Regions from separate parts of the Arachis hypogaea genome. Here regions 1 and 3 are each linked to region 2. Evidence: chromatin contacts called from public Hi-C data. All regions are on one chromosome and are shown on one strand. Each heading gives the region's core, a stretch centred on a gene start, on an enhancer-like site or on the middle of the called end of the contact. The rest is flanking DNA. Distances are from core to core; before and after follow the strand shown. Region 1 overlaps LOC112720689 (probable methyltransferase PMT14). Region 2 holds the start of LOC112720688 (two-component response regulator-like APRR2). Region 3 holds the start of LOC112720685 (tobamovirus multiplication protein 2A).

Region 1 (3,586 bases), core at 527-3,026, 200 kb after region 2:
TATTTTTGGTTGATTCAGTCACAACCATTTTTTTTTGCCATGATCAGACCAATTTGGTGATCAATTTTCAGTTTAATCTGATTGAACTAATTAGTTTGGTCCAGCTCAAAACCATGGAATTTTCAAACGGATATGCATGTTCACAAGTTGATGATATTTTAGAACAAAGATTTTTTTTTTAAACTTAAAAAGTAAAAGAAAAAGAACGAGTGAAAAATAGGGAGAAATCTATTTTAAATTTTTAACCTTCAAGCCTCTCCTTTGCCTTTCTTTTTTTTTCCCTTTAATATCTCAACCCACAAACACGAGTTAAATCTCAATTTGACCCTGAAATTTAGTCCGATGCTCAAAATGATCCCCATAATTTCGTTGGCCCCAATTAGAACCCTCAAATTTGTAATCGTGGTTCTGGCTTGCCCTTGCGATCATTTCCGTCACCGGAATACTGATCTGACACAATTGCATGATTGGTGGACACTACTTAAACGATGGTGCATTGGTTTCGCGTTCAAACCCTTTGGAAACCACGTAGTGTAAGGGTTTTGTTGATGTTTTGCAACTTATGATCGTCGTAGTGAAAAGAAAGAGAGTTTTAACCCACAAAAAACTGAAACGACGCATTTTCCGAAGGGTTTGGGCACAAAACCAATACGCTGTCGTTTAAGTAGTGTCTACCGTGTCATGCAATTGCATCAGATCAGCATTCCAGTGACGAAAATAATCGCAGGGACAAGCCAGAGCCACGATAATAAATTTGGGGATTCTAATTGGGACCAACTAAATTATGGGGATCATTTTGAGCATCGAACGAAATTTTATGGGCCAAATTGAGATTTAACTCTACAAACACACTCTTAAAACCGAAAAACGAATAGTGGGATTTCAATGCTTCAATATTCCTTCACCATTATTATTCAACAGAATATCTTTAGATTAAATTATCTTGGTAGCCGAACTTGTGCTAATCTATATCTAAATAAACTTAATAAGACTAGTTAAGACCTATTTTATCTACACTTGTATAAGGCAGGCGTAGAATAAGCTTACATAACCAATCTTTTGCTTTTACTTTGCACTATAACAATTTCTATTTTTTTTTTCCTCTTTTTTTTTTTACCCTTTTCTTTTTGCACCATTCCTTAATGGCTCTGAAACCTTGATGGTTGCTGCATGCTGAGACCTGAGAGACAAGTTTCACTTTCATACCCCAAAACAATGCAATGGTTTTATTCCTCACTGGAGGTGCTGTTATTGCTGCTGGCAACCCAGTATTCTTTAACAGCAACCAATATCTTCTCAGGCACAAGAGGGCCATCCTCATGATCCACCATTTTGGCTTCCCATCTCATCCCCCCAACAATTTTCTTGACCTTGTTCAGGACATCGACTTCGTCTCTGATGATGACGACTCCTTCGGGTCTTAGGATTCGGTCCATTTCAATAAGGATGTCTTCCAGGTTGCACCTGTTCAAACAACTCATCAACATTTAAAAGTAAAAAGTAGAGATAAGGATAACCCTAAACCCTAAACACTAAAGGACTATTAAGGTTTGTCATCAACTTAATGGGATTATTATGATTTATAAAACAAGGTTAACATGTTCAAAGGACTAACGAATCCCAAACTAAAAGTAAAATATGTCCAAATTATGCTTTTAAAGATTTTTTTTTTTTTGGTGTCCAAATTATGCTTTTAAAGATTTAAAACCATATATTGGGCCTCCTGCAAAGGCCTGAAGCTTGAAATAGGTTGGTCCGTGATAAATGTTTTAGCTCATGGCAAATTGGCAATTAACAGGAGGAGCCTATTTAGCTTTTTCACATGGACTAGGCCTTGTGAATTGTTATGCATTTCAAATAATGGAATTTGGGCTCACCTAAAATGAGTGATGCAATTTAAGATCCTAAGGCCTGTTTGGTTTGAGAATTCGTTTTCTATTTTCGGCATTTTATGAAGAAAAAAATAACTAAAAGCAATAAAATCTTGTTTTCTAGTTTCATTTTTTTTTTTACAAAATCCTAAAATAGAAAACAATGAAAACACAAACTTAACAGGTCCTAAGAGTGGGTTTGTGAGTTGGAATTTTCGAGGGAAAGGTAAGAGGAAAGGAAGACTAGTGCTAAATTTTGAATTTTTACTCCCCTTCCCTCCATTATTCTAACTCACAAACAACCCCCTAAAGCGCATCCTCTAACTACCAACAAGGCCCTTTGAGGACAGCGCAGATGGCATTTGACAGTGCCTTGTGATAGGTATATCCGGGAAGTATGGTGAAACGTATTTAACAAGTGCACAATCTAAACATTTTACCAACAATTTAGAAATCCTCAATTTTTGAGAAACTACTGCATTGAATTACTGTTGCAAGATCCCAAAAGAAGAAAAAAAGTATTATATGTAACATCTAGAAAAGGGACTTGAGTTTGCATTATATGCCAAGAAAATCGAATCAGAGCTTGTTTCTACTTTCAATGAGATATAATCTTAGAATCCACATACTATGATTATGCACATGGAAGAGGAGGAAGAAACTTACGAGTCCTGGTACATGCTAAATAAACCATTTGCATGAATGAGATCATATGTCCTGGGGTATGTAGAAAAGCCTTCACACCTGAAGAAAGAAGAAAACTGACATTAAATAATGCATAGTCATAGTGCATAACTTGCTTCAACCAATAAACTGATTAGCAAAATTCATAGCATGTTCAATTATCTGTAGCCGTCATATGAAATACAATACAGCGACATACCATTATTTGAAGTAACAGTACCAATATCTATTTTCAAGTGGCTCCAGAATATGGAGAAGAAGAACAATATGCTAATTTGAAGCCCATTTTGCCTTGCAGTGGTCAAATGAATAATCATACAAAAACCCACCATGAAATGTCGAGATAAATAATTTTTGAAGTATAGGGAAGACAACTTGCATGGAAAAATTCACATGAAATAAGAATACTTGTAGGAGTATTAAGAGAACTCTTAGAAACTTACCAGTCATGGTAAATGCCAATCAGACCTCTCTCGTAAATAACACCTAAGGTGTTCTTAGCACTCGTGGGCACAACATTCATAACCCAGGATTTTGGTGATTCAAGTGCAGCTGCAAATCCTCCAAGCTCTGCATTCATGTCCATCACATTTCGATATCTGGTAGTGCCAATCAACTTGTTCATTCTTTTGTAAGCATTAACATGCTTTTTCCATAATTTGTTGTCCTCTTCATAAGATTCAGCTGTAACATCGGGAACAATGCCCTTAGCTATTCGAGGAGGGACAGCATAAAGCCTAGCAGGAAACTTCTTCAATTCACCTCCAGCAACTTCACTTTTGCTGGATACCTCAGGGAAAGGGGTCTGACAGCCCTCCATTTTTCTGTACCTATACATAAACACATCAACCCCATCCAAATGAAAAATAATCAGAATGTAAACAACAGATCTAATATGTCTACACATTAATAAACATCTATATAATATCAACAATTTAAAAGCATAGAGAAACTAAATCCTACACAATACAATTGCAAATTAATATTGAAATTACTCTGGCTAATTTCAACAATCAAGCTAATACTTTGGC
Region 2 (3,814 bases), core at 146-2,645:
GCATTCAATCAAATTTTATATTCTTTTCAGAGCATCTAAAATCTTAGACCAAAGTTTCCCAAGGAACCATATTAGGACTATATAAAGCCATGTTTCTTGATTTCTTAGAAATGGTGACCAACCTTAACCATCTAATTAAGGTAAAGTGGGAATATTTGCAACAAAAAAAGAATCTAATGTATAATGACGAATTTAGTATTAGACATGCCTAGACAATATAAGAAAGAAGGGATCCCAAAAGAAAGGGCTAGCTGTTGCTACCATTATAGTCCATGGCTTCAAGCTTTGGTTTTATCTCGGCCGCGGAAGCGGCGTCTCCTTCAAGGAGAAGAACCTTGAGTCCCTTTGGGAAATCCTTCCATTGTTGTAAATCATTGACAGTGCAAACCATTGCTTGCTTGGCATCGTTTCGCCGCACCCCACAGAAGAAGAAAGTGATGACAGATCAATATTACTTCTTAACCACCATCCAAATCCAATTCCTTCTGCAAATTAAGTTAACTGATCAATTGGTTCAAGGAACTATAGTAGAAACACCGTTGCATATTATGAAGCTTATAGCAGATAATAATGAAGAACATATTGTAGTGTGTAAAGATCTCATATGTTGATGGCACTTTCTAGTTTCAACAGAACAGCAATAAGACAAAGACCATGGTGATTGATTAAGATCTTACAGAAAAATAAAAATATAAAAAACACTCAAATTATTGTTGAATAATGAGAAAACGGATATAGTAGAAGAAAACTATGCGACAAAGCTAGCATTTCTTTTCAGGTAGAAACACCAGAAAATTTATAGAACCCCAGAAAGATAATAATAATAATAATAATAAAAAAAAACAAGATGATCAAACTAAAAAAGGTTAGGCATAAACATAAATATACATGATACATGCATGCACTATTATTCTAATCCAAAAGTAAACAAAAAATCCATAATCTAAACTTATCCGGAAATGAACATTTCGAAATAAAGTGAATTAGCATGCACCTAAGAATAGTAATGGAAAATCATTAAACTAAACAAACAAACAAAATAAATAAATAAATAAATAATGCTCTTTGTGAAGCCATTTTATATATAACTACCTTGACATAAATAAAGGATATTAAATATTTGATGCTTGAGATTAACTAACGCCAAAGCTAAAGTTTGTGTTACTTTTTTCTGCTCTTATTATTAAGAGGGGAGAGGGAGAGAGAGAGAGAGAGAAGAGAAGAAAGTAGAGGAAAGGGAAGAGAATTGAAGAGTATAAGAGAGGATGCCTGTGACTTTGTGAACAGTTGCTATCATGTAAGTTACGGACCACAGCAACTATGACTGAGAACCTTTCTCATAAATCTACCATTCTGCCACTTACTTCAGTGGTGAATATTCCAGCATTACATATTAATGTTATTATTCTACCAAAATTAAGACTTGTCTTTGGAGCGTAATAAGCAATTATAATCGGAGAAAAGTTGAAAGACGATTTAACTTAATATTTTTAGCCTAATAACTCAACAATATATTTTTAGTTTATGTTTTTTAACATTATTAATTAACTACTAACTAAAAATAATAAAATTTTCTAATTCTTTAACATTCTTTATTATCATAATAGTTCAACTATGGAGAGAATTTTCTTTCGGCCAATTAATATCGGCAAACTTTTTTAAATTATTTTTTATTTTAAATTTAAATATTAAATAACTATCAATTTTAAATTCTAAATTATATAAAAAATAGAATTTTATAAATAAAAATAAATTAACTAATATTAATTAATTAAAAATTAATTTTTCATATTTATTCTTTTCGTCATATTTCTTAAATGTTTATTAAAAAGACACACATAATGATAAGAAGGATTTATTAGATTATTTATCAATAATTTACTGAAAAAACTCTAGAGTAAAATTTGAATTTACTTTCTTAAAATATATTACTGAATCTGAATCTTTATTTTTATTTATTAGAGTTAAACTTGAAATTATTTTACAAGATATATTATTAATATAATATCTAAAATTTTATATTGCTAATAAAATAATTTCAAAATATACGAATAATAAATAAGCTCTCAAAATATTTTAAAACATAACCAAAAAATAACATATTAAATATATATTTTTTAAAAAAATTTTAGAGATTAGATTTTGATATTATTCTTTATAAACATTATTAAAAAAATAAAATAATTTTATCTTTAAAATTTGATGATTTTACACATTAAATAAATATTATTTTTTTATTTATAAATGACCAAAATATTTTTAAAAAATAAAAAATAAATAAATTAGAGCTCAAATTTTGCTATAATTTTTTATATGTACTAGAATTCTAAATAAACTAAATGTTTGCACGAAAATTCCAATCAAATCGAAAAATAGTTTGCCATTTATAAATAATATGATAACTTTAGTATTTTTGTCATAATTTTTAAATTATTCGTGAGGTTATTTATCATTCATCACTTTTAAGATTAATTTTATAATATATTTTTTAAGAAGAGATATATTAGAGTTAAACACAAAATCTCACACCAAAATAAAATACATAAACAATATTAATCCTAAACCACAAATTCTACTACTTTAAAATTGCGCTTAAATATAAAATTTATCTAATTATTGAAACAGATACAAACACACAAAATTCTTTCAATACTATTATTAATTGATTTTAATATCTAAGTCCAATTAAATTTGTTTAATAAATTAAAACAGATATAAATACACAAAATCTTTTAGTGTTATGAGTAAGTGGTTTTAAAATAAGTCTAACTAAATTTATTCAATGATTCATCGGCTCAAAGCCTACCATATTGAGGCGGTATGTCGACATGTACAAAATCAATCCAGACTTGGTATATCAATATCATGTTAAGATTTAGACGGTGTTGATTTGATTTTTATTTTTTTATTTTATTTAATTTTATTTAAATAATTTAAAATTTTAAAATTATAATTTTTTTAATTTAAATTATTAGACACAAGAGAGTAATATAAAGGAATGTATTATTCAGGTTGTGTGTAAAAATACAATTTACAAGAGGTATATATAGATGTTAGAAAAATTAGAATAATAAAAGCATAGAATCCTATAATTAATATACAGATATGTTATATAAATATAAATGATACTAATTATTCTCTAACATCCCCCTTCAAACTCAAGTGGGAGTTAAGGATACCATCTTGTGTTTGGATATCGGAGTCTAAAAATGAGTCGGATGATGAGTCTTCGTAAAGATATCAGCAGTCTGATCCAATGTTCCAACAGTAATGAGACGAACAACATTAATAATGATACCTTGCCGAACAAAGTGATAATCAATCTCAATGTGTTTGGTGCATTCATGAAACACACCATTATGGGCAATCTGAATAGCATTACGGTTATCACAAAAAATATTAGTCGGGGACAACTGAGAAGCACCCAAGTCTTTGAGAATCCAAGGAATCGAGACAACCTCAGCATTGGTGTTAGCGAGAGCACGATATACAGCTTTTGTGCTTGATCGAGTAGTGAACGTTTGCTTCTTAGCTCGCCATGAAATGAGAGAGTCACCAAAAGACAAATAATAACCAATAGTGGAATGACGATCAGTGGGATCACTAGCCCAATCAGCATCTGAGTACGCCTGAAGGGATAAAGATTAATGGGCAGAAAAATAAAGGCCATGAAAGAGGGTGCCTTTGATATAGCGAAGAATGCAAAGAACTGCCGCATAGTGAGTAGTACGAGGAGCTGACAAGAACTGGCTAAGAACATGAACTGGATAGGCGATGTCTAGCCGAGAGATAGTTAAGTAGACGAGTCCTTCAA
Region 3 (3,600 bases), core at 899-3,398, 220 kb before region 2:
CCAAAAATGCATACTTTGCTGGGTTAAGGAAATAGTCATTCCTTTGAGATAAATATATTAAATAGTTCTAATTAAAACAGAAAGAGAGTGTGGAAGAGATTATTCATCTCATGCTTTTGTATGCTAGTGGAAAATTTAGGAGCCCATTGAATATCTTGCCTACAACGAAAGACAATCTATAAGGATACACAGCTCAGGCAGCACACACTCCGTGTCATAGATGCGACACATCCAAAACAAGAAATGACAAACAGAATCGCCCCAACACCAATAAAAGCATATAAAAACCTGCATGCATGAACACAAGCAGTGAAAGAGAGTTCAATGACAGAAGCTTGAGCTCTGTCAACTTCCTCTAATAGAAGTAGCAATGTAAATGTGGCAATAACTCAATCATTGTGGTGAATGCAGACCGAATTCATGAAGCACACAAGACTACATCTGGTATTTTTCTCTAGTTGTCTTTCTTTACTCAGCACCTTAGATGTCGCTAATCTATTTAAAACCACACATTGAAGAAATAAAAGAACTTCAAATTCACATTTTGCATAGAAATCTACACAGTTAATAAGCCAAGTCCATTATTAACTTTGATTCCTTCAACCCTGGCAATAAGAATGAACCTAATGCATCATTTGCACCAAATTAGTGAAGCGTGACTAGCCCTTCTAAAGTTTTATATGTTACATAACTAAAATCTATTAGTAGCCATCCCAAATGCTTCACATTGCAGCTCTTACTGAGCTTGATCAAATAGAAATTGAATAGGTTCAACTCCTAGGTTAGCACAAAGTTCCGATTCAATTTTACGGATTATCTTCTCCAAAGTAAGTTGGAGTGAATTTTCCTTTTCTAAAATATATAAACTAAAAAAAATAAAAAATTAAAAACCAGCAAAATATTGCAGCAGCAAAATTTATAACAAAAGAATTATTATTTCCTCATTACTCTACAACTAGTCCCGCAACACATTTCTCAATTGAAAGAAAAGAGCAGCATCCATACCAAGCCTTCGGTAAATCATCATAAATGCTGTCGGAGAGATTCACAGCTACAAGCATTGGACGGCCAAGTTGAACAAGAGTCTGATCAGTAGGAACTATTAAAGTGTCATGTGGATGGTTATTGTATTGAACCAGCAGATAAATCCCATAGCCCACCATGGCCAGACCAGCAAGGGACATAAAGAAGTTCAGAACCTTCAGAAGGCACTCCCAGCAACCCTTACAACCCATCCTCCCCTACCTATAATACCCTTCAACTCCTCAACCAGAATTCAATAATGTGACCAATTCCAACTATAATTTCTGGGGGAAAAAAACAAAAGGCATTTCCATCAGTACTAATGTCAAATAAGACCAGTAATTCAAGCAGTCAGATTCAACCTTAACAGAGACGCTGATGTCTTAACTAATGCTCCATATACAACCTTAACAAGCACAAAAAACAATGACAATCACTTAGTCACATATATTTTCAACCTTAGGGGTTCTAAGAAGACAATTGTCTAGGTCAATTGCTCTGGTATATTCTAACCCATAACCTTATTTTTTCTCATTCTTTATTCAGAAACATAATCACCTAAGAGAAAATGTTATGTCACTGAAATCAATAACATTGTTATAATTTTCCAATATGAATAATTAGGATGTCCCCAATTATTTATTTATTTATTAACATTGACCATGTTAGTTATGAGACTATCGACCAAAATTCCGACAGAATCTAGCTCAGGAAATTCGTAAGGATGCAATCTACCAAAAAAAATAAAAAAATAAAAAATAATCAACTAAGAGAAAATGTAAAAGGTTAAAATTAAAATCAAAAGAAAGGTAAGAAAAAAACAAAATGTTGATGAGAGCTGCGATACATAGAAGTGAGAATCACTCACAGTTAGAACTCCGATTGACAAAGCTTTCCCTTTTTCTGATCCTCTCGCTTCTCGAAATCGCTCAAATATAGAAAATGGAACAGCAAAGAAAGAAAAAAGAAAACGGTGACCGGAATATCAATGATTAGGAAAAAGAAAATACAATTAAATTTAATTAACTTAAATGACATTAATACCCTTGTGTGTTGCTGGTTTGGCACCCCGAACACACATTGGCGTTAAACAATTCTATTTTTCTTGTAATTTTAGCAAACTTTCAATTAATTCTTCCCCGTTTAAAAGCTTATAATTGATTTCCTGTACTAGATAAAAATTGTTAATTAATTCTTAACTAGTTAGCTTTTAAAAAGTCATAATAATATTATAATATTTGGTTTTATAATATTTTATAAATTATTTCACGTCAAATACAAAAATAAATGTTCGAATAACATTTCATATTTTTAAATAAAAATAGTTAGTAATGATCTAATTAAAAAAATCTAATACATGAATTTACTAAAAAATTTTAAATTGTAAAGACTTAATTAAAAATTTGATAAAATTATAAAGACTGATCGAATAATTAAACATAAAAAATAAATAAATTTAAAAATAATTATTTTTATTTTTCTTTTCAAGATTTAAGTTTTATAAATTATTTGTTAATTTCTCACCATAAATAACCATTTAAAAAATAATATAATTAAATAAAACTTTTAAAATATTATATATTCTTAACCTATTAAATAAAACTCAATTTTTAACTCTTTAAATATTTACACAATTATTTCTACAATCATATTATATACACCAAAAAATTAATCATCATATTATATGACCAATAATTTTATAACTCAAGTACACCTAATATAAAGAAATTAATTAATTATGTAAGTTCTTTCGTTTTCTGAAAGAGCAATAATAATTAAAATTATGTTATTATTGATTATATATTTATTAGCTAAAAAATTGTTTAGTCTATCTTTTTTTAATTATAAATAATTAAATATATAATTTGTAAATTAAATATTTTTTGGTGTACATAATGAAAGAAAAACAAAGAAAAGAAGAAAAAACAGGATTCAGGAAAATATAAATTAAGTTATGTCTTTTTGAAAAAAAATATTGTAATATTAGCATAGGATAAATCCTATCTATTACATTAGTATTTTTGCGAGCTCTATTCTTTGTCATTTGGGTCATGTCCACACCAAATAATTGATATTAAGGTGATCAGTTTCAATGTTTTAAGTCTAGTGCTTTGAATTTCTAAAATTATACTTATGAACAGTTATGCTATATTTATCATGTAGATATCCTAAACAACATAAAAACACAACTCAGAGTATACTCAGAAACATAATTAGTCCATCTCTCAGGCTCTACAAGGACGAACTGCTCTGATATCATAAATGTAATACCCTATCAATGATAGCGAGGCATTATGACACTTAGAAAAGAAAATACATATATGGTTATAAAAAGATAATATTATAACTAGGAGCCAGTAAAAAAAATTTAAACATCGAAAACTGTTAAACACACACGAACGTGTTAAATCGATAACATCGTATACAAAAATGGAATACATCATGAGTCCAAAGTGAAGATACATAATAACATATATACATGTTAATTATTAGTCTCGACCCGCGAAGAAAAGCCGGCTAAAATATTATAATACTAGGGAATATACAAAATAGAAAGGTTATTTCTCCAAATAAAAA

The links. A called contact is a pair of places that touch in the nucleus more often than the background predicts.
Region 1: a Hi-C map of leaf shows a contact between it and region 2, with 7 times the contacts expected there. The contact joins the enhancer-like site here to the promoter of LOC112720688 in region 2. A contact is called at or near these places in 5 of 8 Hi-C or Micro-C datasets (leaf and an unstated tissue).
Region 3: a contact with region 2 is called in a Hi-C map of leaf, with 3 times the contacts expected there. The contact joins the promoter of LOC112720685 here to the promoter of LOC112720688 in region 2. A contact is called at or near these places in 2 of 8 Hi-C or Micro-C datasets (both in leaf).

The regions. Positions count from the first base shown.
Region 1 is chr11:36,522,450-36,526,035 of arahy.Tifrunner.gnm2.J5K5, forward strand. It overlaps LOC112720689 (probable methyltransferase PMT14), which reads right to left. Exons shown (of 7, transcript XM_025771729.2): 5 at 2,999-3,385; 6 at 2,538-2,615; 7 at 855-1,464. The coding sequence ends at 1,227. Among protein-coding and RNA genes, the nearest start is that of TRNAK-CUU, 3.6 kb to the left of the region's middle. Within about 2 kb of position 1,777, at least 2 of the 3 cell types and tissues checked have open chromatin away from gene starts, as enhancers often do.
Region 2 is chr11:36,327,388-36,331,201 of arahy.Tifrunner.gnm2.J5K5, forward strand. It overlaps LOC112720688 (two-component response regulator-like APRR2), which reads right to left and starts at 1,396. Exons shown (of 12, transcript XM_072206721.1): 1 at 1,270-1,396; 2 at 262-485. The coding sequence starts at 391.
Region 3 is chr11:36,106,260-36,109,859 of arahy.Tifrunner.gnm2.J5K5, forward strand. LOC112720685 (tobamovirus multiplication protein 2A) reads right to left here and starts at 2,149. Exons shown (of 7, transcript XM_025771720.2): 1 at 1,892-2,149; 2 at 1,006-1,307; 3 at 189-288; 4 at 1-13. The coding sequence starts at 1,235.